2 separate regions of the Mus musculus genome follow, and region 2 is linked to region 1. Evidence: chromatin contacts called from public Micro-C data. All regions are on one chromosome and are shown on one strand. The core of a region is the stretch at or near the end of the contact, and the rest is flanking DNA. Distances in the headings are between cores, read along the strand shown.

Region 1 (6,940 bases), core at 1,112-3,611:
AATACCTTCGAAGAGAGCCCCCCAGCCTGCAATGGCGCAGGGGGTGCCGGCAGGAGGCTCCCGAGAACCCTGGGGAAGGCAAATGGGGCGCGCAGGCCCCTCTGGGCTCACAGGCGTCCACAACTGTACCAAGGCCAGGTCATTGTGAAAAGTCTGCGGGTCAAACTAGAGAGCAGGTGGCGGTTCAAGGTCAAGGAAGAGGGTTTGGGATGCTATTCCCAGCTCTGAGGACTCAGGGCGTGTCTTCTCACCTTAGGGTGGGGCAAGATGCGGTTCACCTGCACTTCTTCCGCTTGCTCCCCCTGAGGCCCCTCGGCGAGCATCACAGTCCACAGAAGCTCATTCGAGGCACTGCAGCGCAAGTAGTGGGTGACACCAATCAGGGACAGAGGGTGGCGTGAGGCCCCCTCAGAGGCCCAGACCCTCATGCACCCACACCATCCAGTGAGCCTGTAAGTGTGGCTGTTGTGACCCAAGGGAAAGAGAGGGAGACCGGGAAGGTGCAGATTCCCTGCAGTGGGAAAATTCAGTGTGATGTTCTCCTACCCTGGGATCCCTCACCCCCACCCCCACCCCCACCCGCAACCGGCATTTTAAGGCCCGAGGTTGGGAGCTAGCTTCCGCTAGGGGGCAGCAGAGACCTGCTCTGCTCTGCTTTGGCCCATGGGTGCTTAGACTCCCATCGGATTGGGTGGCCCTGCTGAGCAGGTGCCTGGAATCTCGACGACGTACCCGGCGAAGCAATGTGCAGCCGTGAGCACCCAGGATGCTGCTACCAGGACACCCCCGCACAGAGGCAACCCTCCAAGTTGCAGCCTCACTAGCCAAGGCCAGGCCCCCGAGGGAGCCGTGCTGCCACCGACTATGCGGCCGTGAGCCCGGGTCGTGTTGGCAACGCCTTGATGTCTTTCTCCACATTGTACTAGAATGGCAGAAACGGCGTCATGAAGCAAAAGTTTTAGTTATCTTCACGTTGAGGCCCACCTCGCTTTCAGCCCTTGGAGTCTTTTAGTTTCACCTGGCTCCGGTGGGTCCTGGAGGAGGGGGGCTTGAGGTCTAGGGCGTCCAGGTCCTACTGAGAAACAATCCTTTGAGCCTCGCTGCGCCCTCTTGCGGATCTTTCGCTTTATTGGGGGGGGGGGCTGGGCCTCATCTTTCAACCACTCTCCACTTGGCCCGCCTTCTAGCACATGGAACTATTTGAGCAGCCATGAACTGTGACCACCTGAGCCCACACTCTCCCCTCCTCCCTGCTGTGTCTCAAGTTTGGCATACCCCTTCCACTTGGACCTTCAAAAAGAATCTGACCCCAAGGACGATGGAACCTAAAAATAAGGGCTGGACATGGACAAAAGGAGGAGTCCCCTGTACCAATGTGAGTCTGCTGGGTGGGGTAGCACTTCTGGTACAACCTTGGCATTCATGTAGTCTGTGCTGGATCTCCATCAACACGCGCTTTATGGCCCACTGGGCACTCCTCTGGGCAGCCTGCAATGCCTGAGTCCCCTGGGCAGATAAAACTGGGAGGGGGAGGGACATGGGACACAAAGTCACATTCCCTTGGCAGAGAGCCCCACTCAGTCTAAGTCTTCCTGAACCTTGTCTGGGGAGTCCCAGAGAAGCGTGGTGAACTCTTAGACTACCAGGGATGTAGAGATGGGGAGAGAGGTCAGGCCCCAAGGGCCAGCCCTCAGGGCAGATGGTGCTACAATTGGGAAGGAATCTCTGAAAAGCTCCTTTCTTAAAGATTTCAGAGGAAAACCACTGCCCACCGACATCCAGGTAATATGGTTAAGGTATCCATCTTTGGGCCCAAGGCATGCTGCCCCGGGTCTTCTAACACCGTTATCTCTGGAACCCCTTGGCAGTGTTGCTGTCTCTGCTTCCTGGGTGAGGCTGTCTACCCTCCCTTCCTATATCCCAGTTCCAGGCTCCTCCTTCCAGCAGAAGGTGGGCAGAAGGACCACAGGCCCTCCTAAGTGTGAGAGATAAGCTCATTTCCCTTGTCCTCCCTTGACCTCACTTTCCCTATGCCCCTCCCACCTCCCGTGGTTCCCTCGGACCAGCCCGGCTCACCTTGCAGGGCGCCGGGGGACAGGCGCGTGTACAGTGGATGCCCATGGGCAGTTTGGGAGTCTGGGGACAGTAGCAGCAGCAGCAGCAACAACATAGCCAGCGGCATGGTGACCTGGGGCCAAGGCGGGAGACCCTGTCCTCTTTATTCCTGGACTCTACCCTCTCCTGTGATTCTTCCTGCCCACAGACTTTGTGTCCCTCAAACCATCTGATCCCGTTGTCTTACACTAAACTACTCACTTCTAATGGTCCGCACCTCACCTGGCCCTCACCTCCTGGGAGCCCTCAGGGAAACGATGCCCTGGAGCTATATAGAGGACAGAGGGGTGTGTGTGCGTGGGAGGGCAGCCAGGACTGGGGGAGGGAATGAGGTAGTGGGCTGGACCCTCACCTTTGAAGTCTCATCGTCCCACTCTGCGTCTCCCCACTTCTGTGAAAGCGGCCCTTGTTCCTGCGGTTGCTTCAAAGGGGCTGAGATGGGGCTGGAGAACTGACCGTTGGGCTGGGGGCCAGGCAGAGGGAGACTGGTGGGCAGGGGCTGGGAGGGGGGATCCCCATCTGTTTCTGCCACCCTGGGGAGTCCACTGCTCTGCTGGGACAGGCACTTTTGGAGGGAGGAGAGCTAGGGATAGGGGTGGGTGTCCTGGGCAGTCTCACCCCCTAAGCAAGCCATTGAACTTCCAGCCCCTCTGCCCCTAATTGCTTGGCAGTGTCCCTCCTCCGTGTGGCCCTTTCTAAAGATGATCAAAGCATTCTAATTTGCGCCATAATTGCTGCACTGGGGTAGCGGGGTGGGAAGAGGCAAAAGCAAGCGGGAGATGAAAGGCCCCACTGTGGCCCAGTTTGGGGAGCGCAGGATCCAGCAGGACCCCTGTCCCTGCCCACTCAGTGTGTCCAGCTTTGTTTTCAGTTGCTGTGACCCTGATCTGGCAGGAGGGACTCTTGAGAGAAGGTCATAAACAGGCAACTGTCCTGATATCCAGTCACCACCTGGGGTAGGGCCGAGCCTTTGGGTACAAACAAAACAAAACTACCCTTGGCACCTTGATTTGTGCTGGCAGCAGGGACATGTTGGTTAAGGGTTTAAGTACAGGAATTGGGACACACTGTGGCTAGGGGATGTGTTCTCTTCAAAGGGACTGCTTATCACAGCACGTAGCCTGTCTCCCACCACCAGGAAGGTAGAGAGAACGGTAGGTATAGATTGTTGTGTCAATTCAATGACACTAGGGATTGGAGTTATCTCTGCATATCATAGGTAAATCCTATGTGCTCTCCAAGTTTCTAGCAGAGAGGTATGGCTCCTGTATGCCTGCTGAAGCCTGGCCAGGCCGGAGTGGCCAGCATAGAACTGTCTGTCCTCACTCTGCCTTCTTGGCATGTGTCAGGCTTTGAGTCCAGTCTGATGGCAGGAAGGGAGTAGACCCTTCTCTCACCCACACAGCAAAGGGCAGGGCATGGAAAAGCACACTGTTTCAGATCTGGCTCCTACAAGTTGAGAAGACCCCCACCCCACCCCACCCCATCCTTGTCTCGACTCCTGGGATCCTACAAGTTGTTGGGAGCATGTGGAATCTCTTCCTTTGGCTGGCATCAGAGCAATCTTTCTTTTCCCCCAGGATCAGATTCCTGGGCAATTTTAATTCCCAGGGGTAAGGTGGTCTTTTTGTTTTAAGAGTCTCAATGGAGCCTAATGGAGGGCCGTAGGTCTCCTTCACCCCTCCCAAAGGCAGAGACAAGCCCTTGGGCTCTGTACTTCCACTTTGAAAGGAGGAAGAGAGACGGGGTGTGGCAGGGAACCTTGGGGGTTTCTTCAATATATCTAGAAAGCCTTAGTGGGTTCTCAGGAGGTATCTGTGAGTTCAGGTGAGGAAGAAGGGTTGGGGGTGTGGGAGGGATGGGAGGAGTGAAAGGGGACACAATGCCCCCTCCCCCAGAATCCAATGATGTAGCCTCTTTATAGGTATGCTCTGGATGAGCTCTGTGTGTGTGTGTGTGCAGGGGGGGGGGTGTCCCCCTCCCTCCCTTCCCTCCCTCACTTAGGCCTCCACATAGTCACAGAGGATCCGTTACTCACTGCACCACAGTCTCCTCACTGTGAAGTGTTTCACGCATTTGATCCTGGCTCAGTCATGAGCCATCTACCTTCTACTTAAACTTAAATCAGCAGAGGCAGGATGATTCTGGTGAGTTTGGGGCCAACCTGGTCTACATAGTGAGTTTGGGGCCAACCTGGTCTATACAATGAGTTTCAAGCCAGCCAGGAAATACACAGTGACAAAGAGACAAGTGACATGTCCCTTGATCTCCATGCTCTTTTAGGAGAAGGAGCAGAGAGGAACAGGAGGATGGCTTAAGAAACCCCCAGGCTGTCTTTGAGGACAGCATCTCTGCATCAGCATCAGCCGGCCCAATGGGCACAGGGGTGGCTGTGAGCCGATGTTTGATGCAATGGAATTTGAGAGGAGCCTGACATCAGAGCCTCTGTGGGATGAGAGGCCATTCAGCTGTGACTCAGACAGGCCCGTGAGGCTGACTGTACTCCTGAGTGAGCTTTCGTGAGTCACTTCCTGTTGGAGCCCAAATCATCCCCCCCAAAAGATATGCTGGAGTTTCAACCCCCTTACCTCAGAATGTGACTTGATTTGGGCTATGCAACAGTAAAGAAGTTTGGTTGCTCAGTCCAACGTGACATAGAGACAGAGGCCAGAGGATGCAGGAATTGAAGGGATGCAGACTCCAGAATGACAAGACTTCCAGAAACACAGGGAGGAAGGAGAAAAGTAGGGGACAGGTTCCTGGCAGCAGCCAGGGCTCTCCTGAGCCCCTGCTCTCAGAAATGTGGCTGAGGGTCTGTTTTAAGCACCCAGTAGGTGCTATGTGGCACCAGACTCTCAAGGATGGATGTGTAGTCATCTGGGAGGATGGCCCTGTTAGGAAGGTTAACAGAGTTAATACAGTGCAGTCTTCCTGTAAGGGGATGGTGGGGTCATCGCTCTGGGTCTCACAGGAGTCACGAGAAAGGTGTTTAACTGAATGAACAGGGAGGTAGCAAGGGAGCTGTGGCAACCCGAAAAGGAAAAAGGACCTTGAGGGTGGCCGTGGGAGGGGGTGTGGCTTGACTTCAGAGGATGGCTGAGAAGAGGGCCTTCCTCATAGCTATGAGTTCCCTTCAGAGTGTCAGCTTTGCTTCTCACTCTGACCTTCCCAGTTCCCCTAGGCTTTAGGAGGGACCCAGGGAGGTGGGGGTTCTGTCTGGGGGTGTGGGGTGCTGAAGCTGTGCTGCCTGCTACAGACCCATGGGTTGAGAGGCTTGGTGGGGGTGGCTAGGCAGACCCCACCTCTCCCTTCCCTTCTTGCCAAGGCTAGCCTCAAACTTGAACCAGTCACAAGACATATCCAGACCACCACCCAGATCTCTATAGGCCATTGTTCAACTTGATTGAAAGAAAACAAACCATCTCACGTCCAGAATTCTTTTTTCTCCTCCCCTCCTCCCTCTTTCCCTCCCTTCCTCCTTCCCTGCCTTCCTCCTATTGTCCCTCCCTCCCTCCCTCCCTCCCTCCCTCCCTCCCTCCCTCCTTCCCTCCCTCCCTCCTTCATGCCTCTCCCCCTCCTTCTTGTTACTAGGTTTTGAACCTACAGTCTTATCCACAGCAGACAAATTACTTTCTCATCAAGCTACATCTCTAGCCTTCTTTTTAGTTAGTTGTTGGTTTGTTTCTCCCTTTTTCTTTCCATCTGTCTGAGACAGGTTCTCAAGGAGCCTAGACTGGCCTCAAACTCCCTAAAACCAAAGGATCCTCACCTCTACCTTCTAAAATGCCTGGATTACAACTTTGTCCCATGCCTGATTCTCTCTCTCTCTCTCTCTCTCTCTCTCTCTCTCTCTCTTGTTTTGAGAAGGTCTCACTACTTTGACCTCACTCTGTAGTCAGGTTGTCCTGGATTTATAGTCCTCCAGCTTTAGACTCCCCAGTAGGGAGGGTTACAGAGCTGTATAATCCTTTTCTCTCCTCTTCCTCACCCTCTTTCCCCACTCATTCCCTCTTCTCATGTCTCATCTTTCTCATTCCCATCAGCCATCTCTCCTCATATACTTTCTTCTCTTTTTCTGACCATGGTTTAAGTTTTGTTTCTCTTATATTTGGTAGCCGAACACCTTCATTTCTGATATGGACTTTCTGTTATCCCTTGTGATGGTCTAATACTGACTGTCAGTTTGACAGGATCTAGGACCACCTTAGAGACAAATCGATGGGCATGTCTATGAGGGTATTTCCAGGAAGGGTTGACTTGGTTGGAAAGACCCACCCTAACTGTAGGTGACACTGGACTGGGGCCATGGACTTCAAATGGGGGAAAAGATGAGCACCCCAGTCCTCCCAGTGGGAGCAATGCAATGTGAGCAGCTGCCGGTCATTCATGTTGCCATGACGACCCTGCCATGAAGGACCATGAACCAAAGCAAACCCCTCTTTGAATTGCTGTTCTAGGTACTTTGTCAAAGAAGAAAGCATCAAACAAACCCTGCCTGCTGGGTAATACGTTTTTCTCGATCAGGATTTTAGCTCTTCTTGTTAACATTAGATGGTCTTTGTATTTGTTTTGATTTCTTGAGACACAGGTGTACACTGTAGTCCAGGCTGTCCGAGAACTCACTATAAAGCCCAGGTTCACCTCAAACTCAAAGCAATCCTCCTGCCTTGGTCGTGTGTGTGTGTGTGTGTGTGTGTGTGTGTGTGTGTGTGTGTGTGTGTGTGAGATTACAGGGATGAGCTATTATGTCTGGCTTAGATGGTCTTTTTAGGAAAATAAATCTCTGGGGCCAGGGAGTGTTTGCTTGGCACGTAGTCCTCCCAGA
Region 2 (6,106 bases), core at 1,911-4,410, 110 kb before region 1:
CTCAACTTTCCTAACGCTGCGACCCGTTGATATAGGTCCTCATGCGGTGGTGACCCCCAACCATAAAATTATCCTCCTTGCTACTTCATAACTGTAATTTTGCTACTGTTGTGGACTGTAATGTAAACACCTGATATACAAGATACTGATATGTGACCCCGCAAGGTGTTGCGACCCCCCAGGTTGAGAACCACTGTTATATTCAACTATTTCCCCAACCCTGATACACTATTTTTTAAGTAAATAATTTAATTATATTTTAATTATATTTGTTTATAAGTACATTTATGGTCTTTTAGGGGTGTGTAAATTGGTCTTGAGTCTTGAGCTCACAAAGATCCACCTGCTTCTGCCTCCCAAGTGCTGGGATTATAGACTTTTACCAGCCCCAACCTAAGTTTTTACATGAAAAATTTATTTATTTACTTTGTGCGTGTGTGTGTTTGTGTGTGTATGTGTATATATGTATATGTGTACGATAGCAGTATGTGTGTGTGTGTGTGTGTGTGTGTGTGTGTGTGTGTATGTGTACCATGGCACACATGTGGTGGTCAGAGGACAACTGTAAAGTTGATTTTTTTTTTTTTTTTTTTTGGTTTTTCGAGACAGTGTTTCTCTGTGTAGCCCTGGCTGTCCTGGAACTCACTTTGTAGACCAGGCTGGCCTCGAACTCAGAAATCCGCCCGCCTCTGCCTCCAGAGTGCTGGGATTAAAGGCGTGTGCCACCACACCCGGCTGTAAAGTTGATTCTTTTCTTCATGTGAGTCCCTGAGATTAGACTCAGGCTGTCAGGTTTGTCCTTTACACACTGAGCCATCTCACTGCCCCCCACCCCTGGCCCCCCTTTTTCATATCTCTTAGCCATTTCTATTTTTTTCTCATGTGTTCTGTATCCACATAAGACTGCTTACCTTTCTTGTGGTTTACTAAGAGATCTTTGTAGGCCTTAGTAAGTTTCAAACAGGTTAGCTCTGCTGCGTGTCATTTGAGTGTGCTGGGGCTGTGGCTGTTTTGTTGGTTTGCACACATGCCAGAACACACATGTGGAGGTCAGAGGGCAGCTTGCAGACTCAGTTCTCTCCTTCTGCCCTGTGGGCCCCTGGGATCAAACTCACCCGGGCAGGCTTTACATCAACTGTCTTTATACACTGAGCTGCCTCATCGACCCTGTTTATTATTTTTGTTTCTTGTTCCTCAGTGTTCTGGCTGTCCTGGAACCCACTCTGTAAACTAGGCTGGCCTCAAACTCACAGAGATCTACCTATCTCGGACTCCTGAGTGCTAGCATTAAAGATGTTTGACACCCCACTGGCTCTGTTTATTAACTTTTGAGACGGGAGGGTCTTGCTATGTCGCTGGTCTCAGTTGATGCTCCTGTGTTGGTCTCTGGAACGAGTTGAGACTACCACTGTGTGCCACGAATTCTTGGCTTCTGTATGGTATCTTTTGACTCCAGACATTTTTACATAAAGTCTGTCAAATCTTTCTTTCCTCTTACCAGAGAGACGGCCTTAGAAAAATGTCCCCCAACATCAAGGTTACATAAACAGTCAGGTTTGTTTCTGTCTAGCATTTTTATAGCTTTACAAGAAATACCACGTAAATATTTAATCTCTGAAATGTATTCTGTTCTATTGGTAGGGTAATCATTAACCTTATTTCTCTTCCAAATAGTTACTCAGTAAGCCCCACATTTATTGTGTAACACACTTCTTCTTCCACATTCAAAATGTGTAACCTAAACGAAGTAGTCTTTGAGGGCAGCTGTGTTAGGGCCTCTGCAGAATAAATTCTTAAATTGCAGTCCCCCCTCTCCTAGCCTCCTCTCCCAGGGTTACTTTCCAGTTACTTGGTTCCCTTCTCTGTAATTTTTATAAAGCTAGCATGGTGGCTCACAGGTAACATCAGCATCAGAAGGCTGAGGTAGGAAGATTGCCAACAGCTTCAGGCCAGTGTTGGCTATGGTGTGAAACAAAACAAAACACCCTATGAATTAATTATTCACCTTGTATACGTGCATGCCATGGTGTGTGTATGGAGGTCAGAGGACAACTCTGTTGGTTCTCTTCTACCATGTGGGTCCCAGAGAATTGACAGATTGTCAGGGTTTGCCCCACAAAAGCCTACAAGCTGGGGGGACGGGGCAATGGAGGGATGGATCTGTGGTTAAGGGCACTTGCAGGGGACTCGGATTCCTCCCCAGCATCCACACCGTGGCTCACAACCATCCCTACCTCTACTTCTAGGGGATCCATCACAGTCTTCTGGCCTCTGTGAGCACCGGGCATGCATGTGGTATGCAGACATAAATGGAGGCAAGACTTTTATACACACAAAATGGACACATTTTTTTAAATTACAAATTTGGGCCGGAGAGATGGCTCAGCATTGAAGATTGCTCTTCCAGAGGTCCTGACTTCAATTACCAGCAACCACATGGGGGCTCACAACCATCTGTAATAAGGACCCGATGCCCTCTTCTGACGTGTCTGAAGATAGTACAGTGTATTCACATACATGAAATGAATGAATAAATCTTTTTTTAAAAAAAAGTTTTTAAAAAAAAATTACAAATTTATTGGCCTAAAGAGCATTGTGCAGTTTCTATAAACACCACCATTCCCCACTTATAAACAGATGGACCAAACCACCAGAAGAGGTTTCTCCAGGTTTTCAGGTGGCACCAAAAGCACATACATAGGAAGAATGTGCCGGACAGTGGTGGTGCACTCCTTTGATCCCAGCACTTGGGAGGAAGAGGCAGGCGGATTTCTGAGTTCGAGGCCAGCCTGGTCTACAGAGTGAGTTCCAGGACAGCCAGGACTACACAGAGAAATCCTGTCTCGAAAAACCAAAATAAGAAAGAAAAAAAAAAAAAAAAAAAAAAAGAAGAGTGTTAGACAGACAGGCACCACTTTAACAGGCTTCCCAAATCCCAACTGCAGGGTCTTAGCTCCCAAGGCTGGAATGCCCTGCTTTCTGCTTCTTACTCAGACCTCGCTCTGCCTTGGACAGTGGGGAGTTTGGGGGTGGGAGGGACTAATCAAAGAGATGGAGTGATGTGTGCAGGGTCTTGTGGCTTCTCTGAGGTCCCTGGAGCTGTCTGGATTAAAAGGAATACTCCGGTCTCCCACCTGCAGCTTCCAACTCTCTCACTAGAGGCCGGCAAAGACTCAGTTTGCAGCAGTTCTTAGAGAGCTAGCACATTGGTTGAAAGCAAGTAGGTCAAAAGAAACCAGGCCCCCAGCAACAGGACAGAGGCCAGGAGGGTAGGGACACTGGTGGCTGCTGCATTTCTCTTGGTTCTCTCTTCTCTTGTGAAAGATGTGGGGTGCGGTAGAGACTTCAGCATTGCAGATGGGGGCTGTGGGATGCAGGGAATGCCTGCCGCTCGGTACCTGGCTCCTATGATGCTTGGTCCTTAGTAAAAACGTGGTGGTTGGCTGCTTTAAGAAGGCAAATAGGCCACTGAGGGGGAGGATGTTTTTTCAAGGGTTGCGTGTTATGAAGGGAGTTTCGTTGTCTCCTGTTCTTCTCTCATCGTGAGGCTCTCACGTCCGCCCTTACCCTGTGCTTTCCACCCTGAGCTCAACAAGCACGTAGCCTGCAGAGCTTTGCAGAGGCCTTGCCCTTGAACTCCCAGGCCAAGACAAACTTCTTTCCTTTCTAAACTATCCAGGCTGGGACTGGGACATTCTGTTATCGCAAAAGAAACCAGGCTGAACATGTAGCCACCCTTAAAGCACGTCATCTACCAGAAGTCCCCACGAGGAGCTGCCTTCCACAGTAACACTTCTGAGGGGCCCCAGGAGCCCACTCAGAAAAGAGGGAGTGTTGCTCCAGCTGAGCATCCAGGGGCTCTCCATTCCTCAAGACCTCTTCCTGACCTCTAAAGAGGAGGGCTGGCTAACGGGATGGTTCAGAGTGTTTGTCATCAAGCCTGACAGCCTGAGTTTGATCCCCCAGGGTCCATGTGATGGGAGTTAACCTCTGACCTTCATAGGTGTACCCCTTCCCTCCATGCAAAATAAATAAGTACAACATAATTTTAAATAGGTGTAGGTGGAGATGACAGTGTTCACAGTCATAGAAGGTCCTGGTGTGCCTGAACCATTAGCGAATCCCCTCTGCTCTCTCCTGGCAATGTTTGTTCTGAGGTCCAAGGCTATACAAGCTTGCTCTGTCAGTTCAACAGATGACCAACGGCATCCCCATCATAACTCAGGGGTCTCCCAACCCCAGCCAGCCAGCTAAAGAAGGAGGAGGAAGAGGAGGAAAAGGGAAGGAAGGAAGGAAACAAGGAAGGGAGGGAGGGAGGGAGGGAGGAAGAAAGAAAGAAAGGAAAGAAAGAAAGAAAGGAAAGAAAGAAAGAAAGACAGAAAGACAGACAGAAAGACAGAAAGAAAGACAGAAAGACAGAAAGAAAGACAGACAGACCAGTTCAACCCAAGTACATCCAGTATACCAGGCACTCCCGGTTCACCCATTATAGTCCCTTACTGCCCGACAACCTTATTTGTTTTCCTATTTATAGTCCACAAAGACTGGCATGGTGTCGAGTTGGAAAAGGTCCGAGCTGTGACTCTGGGGACTGGGAGGGAAGGAGAGGTAGAGAACAAAGACAGAGGGTGGGGGGGAGCTCAGAAGCTTATTCCCCCACAGGCCCCGAGATGCTCGCTCGTCCCGAGGGAAGGGATTCTTAACTTCACAACTGTGGCTAGAGGTGTCCACACACCACTGTGTTAGAGCTCTTCATTTGTAAATGGCAGAAATAAAATTTCTCAGTAGGACAAAGGAGGCAAAGGATGTGTCAAGAACCCCTGGCTGACAAGATGGCTCAAAAGGTAGAGATGCCTGCTGCCAAGATGGACAGCCAGAGTTCAAGCCCTGGACTGACACAGGAGGACATCTAAGTCACCCTCTGACCTCCACACATGCATGGATGTATATATGTCCTATACAATAAATAAGGTAAAAAAAAAAAAAAGTAAAAAAAGAATGCCCAGGGGCTAAAGCTAGGTGTGATGGTGCGTATCTGCAATCCCAGCCCTTAGGAGGGAGGGGCACGGGCATGAGGAGTTCAAGGTCATCCTCAGATACATAGGGAGTTAGAAGCCAAGCCAGCCTGCACTCTGTAAAACCGTCAGCTTCCACAGTTAACAGCATTTGCTGCTCTTAGAGAGGGCCCAGGTTTGATTCTCAGCTCCCATATGGCAGCTCACTACCATTTATAACTCCAGTTCCAGATCTGATGCTCTCTTCTGGCCTCCAAGGTACCAGGAACCCAGGTCACAGACGTACACACAGACAAAACATTCATACACATAAAATAAATTTTAACGATGGTCTTGGTAAGATCCATCTTAACTCTCCCCACCCCAAACACACACACACACACACACACACACACACACACACACACACACAGAGAGAGAGAGAGAGAGAGAGAGAGAGAGAGAGAGAGAGAACAACAGACTATGTAGTACATGCCTATAATTTCCAGCTAAGACAGGAAGATCTCTGTGTTCAAAGCCAGACTGGGCTACATAGTGAGGTCAAGGCTATTATATATAAAAGAATGATACTCTGTCTCAAAAGAACAGAAAGAACTCCAGGGTGGCTAGGCATGCTGGTACAAGCCTACAGTTCCAGCACTTTGGAAAGCTAAAGCAGAGAGCCTATAGCTGAAGCCAGCCTGAGAGAGACTCTTCTGTCTCCAGAAAGGAAGAACTTGCTCAAGTGGGCACAGCACTGCTCTGTCAGCTTGAGATCTGACTGCAAGCCCAGGTGGCCATGGGTGGATGCAGCAACATAAAGGTGTGGCCTGTGAGGTCTAGATGGCCACATGTCTTTATACATCCAAGCCCACATACCTGGGATAACCTAGAAACGGGACCAAGACAAGGCTTGGAGCTCACAAAGGACTGATGTCAATGTCACTGGAACCTCTTAAAGGGGCCAAGAACTGACAAAACTGCTTTGGAGGTCTCCAAGCCTTGGATGTCCACTTGTGTGAGAAAAGGTCACAGTGGAAGCTAACCAAAAGATAACCAAGTAGCTTAGATTCAGTTGGGTCACCTATGGGTGGCCCTTGAATAAAACAAGA

What was found. Hi-C and Micro-C count contacts between places; a contact is called where the count stands out from the background.
Region 2: a contact with region 1 is called in a Micro-C map of granulosa cells, with 2.0 times the contacts expected there. The contact joins the enhancer-like site here to the promoter of Prss56 in region 1. A contact is called at or near these places in 3 of 39 promoter capture datasets (embryonic stem cells, macrophages and stem cell-derived epiblast-like cells), 3 of 15 datasets of contacts at CTCF or cohesin (all in embryonic stem cells), 18 of 484 Hi-C or Micro-C datasets (cardiomyocytes, embryonic stem cells, granulosa cells and 3 more), 6 of 115 datasets of contacts at active chromatin or transcription factors (all in embryonic stem cells) and 1 of 9 other capture datasets (adipose tissue).

The regions. Positions count from the first base shown.
Region 1 is chr1:87,178,735-87,185,674 of GRCm38.p6, reverse strand. It overlaps Prss56 (protease, serine 56), which reads right to left and starts at 2,361. Exons shown (of 13, transcript NM_027084.2): 1 at 2,077-2,361; 2 at 1,413-1,520; 3 at 1,019-1,072; 4 at 733-922; 5 at 252-351; 6 at 6-165. The coding sequence starts at 2,182.
Region 2 is chr1:87,290,120-87,296,225 of GRCm38.p6, reverse strand. The region is part of intron 2 of Efhd1 (EF hand domain containing 1); the gene reads right to left. It overlaps Gm41911 (a long non-coding RNA gene), which reads left to right. Exons shown (of 4, transcript XR_878348.2): 4 at 2,247-2,394. Among named protein-coding and RNA genes, the nearest start is that of Gm41911, 17 kb to the left of the region's middle. Within about 2 kb of position 3,160, at least 43 of the 459 cell types and tissues checked have an H3K27ac peak or open chromatin away from gene starts, as enhancers often do. A contact at or near this core is called in adipose tissue and granulosa cells, where this site is marked.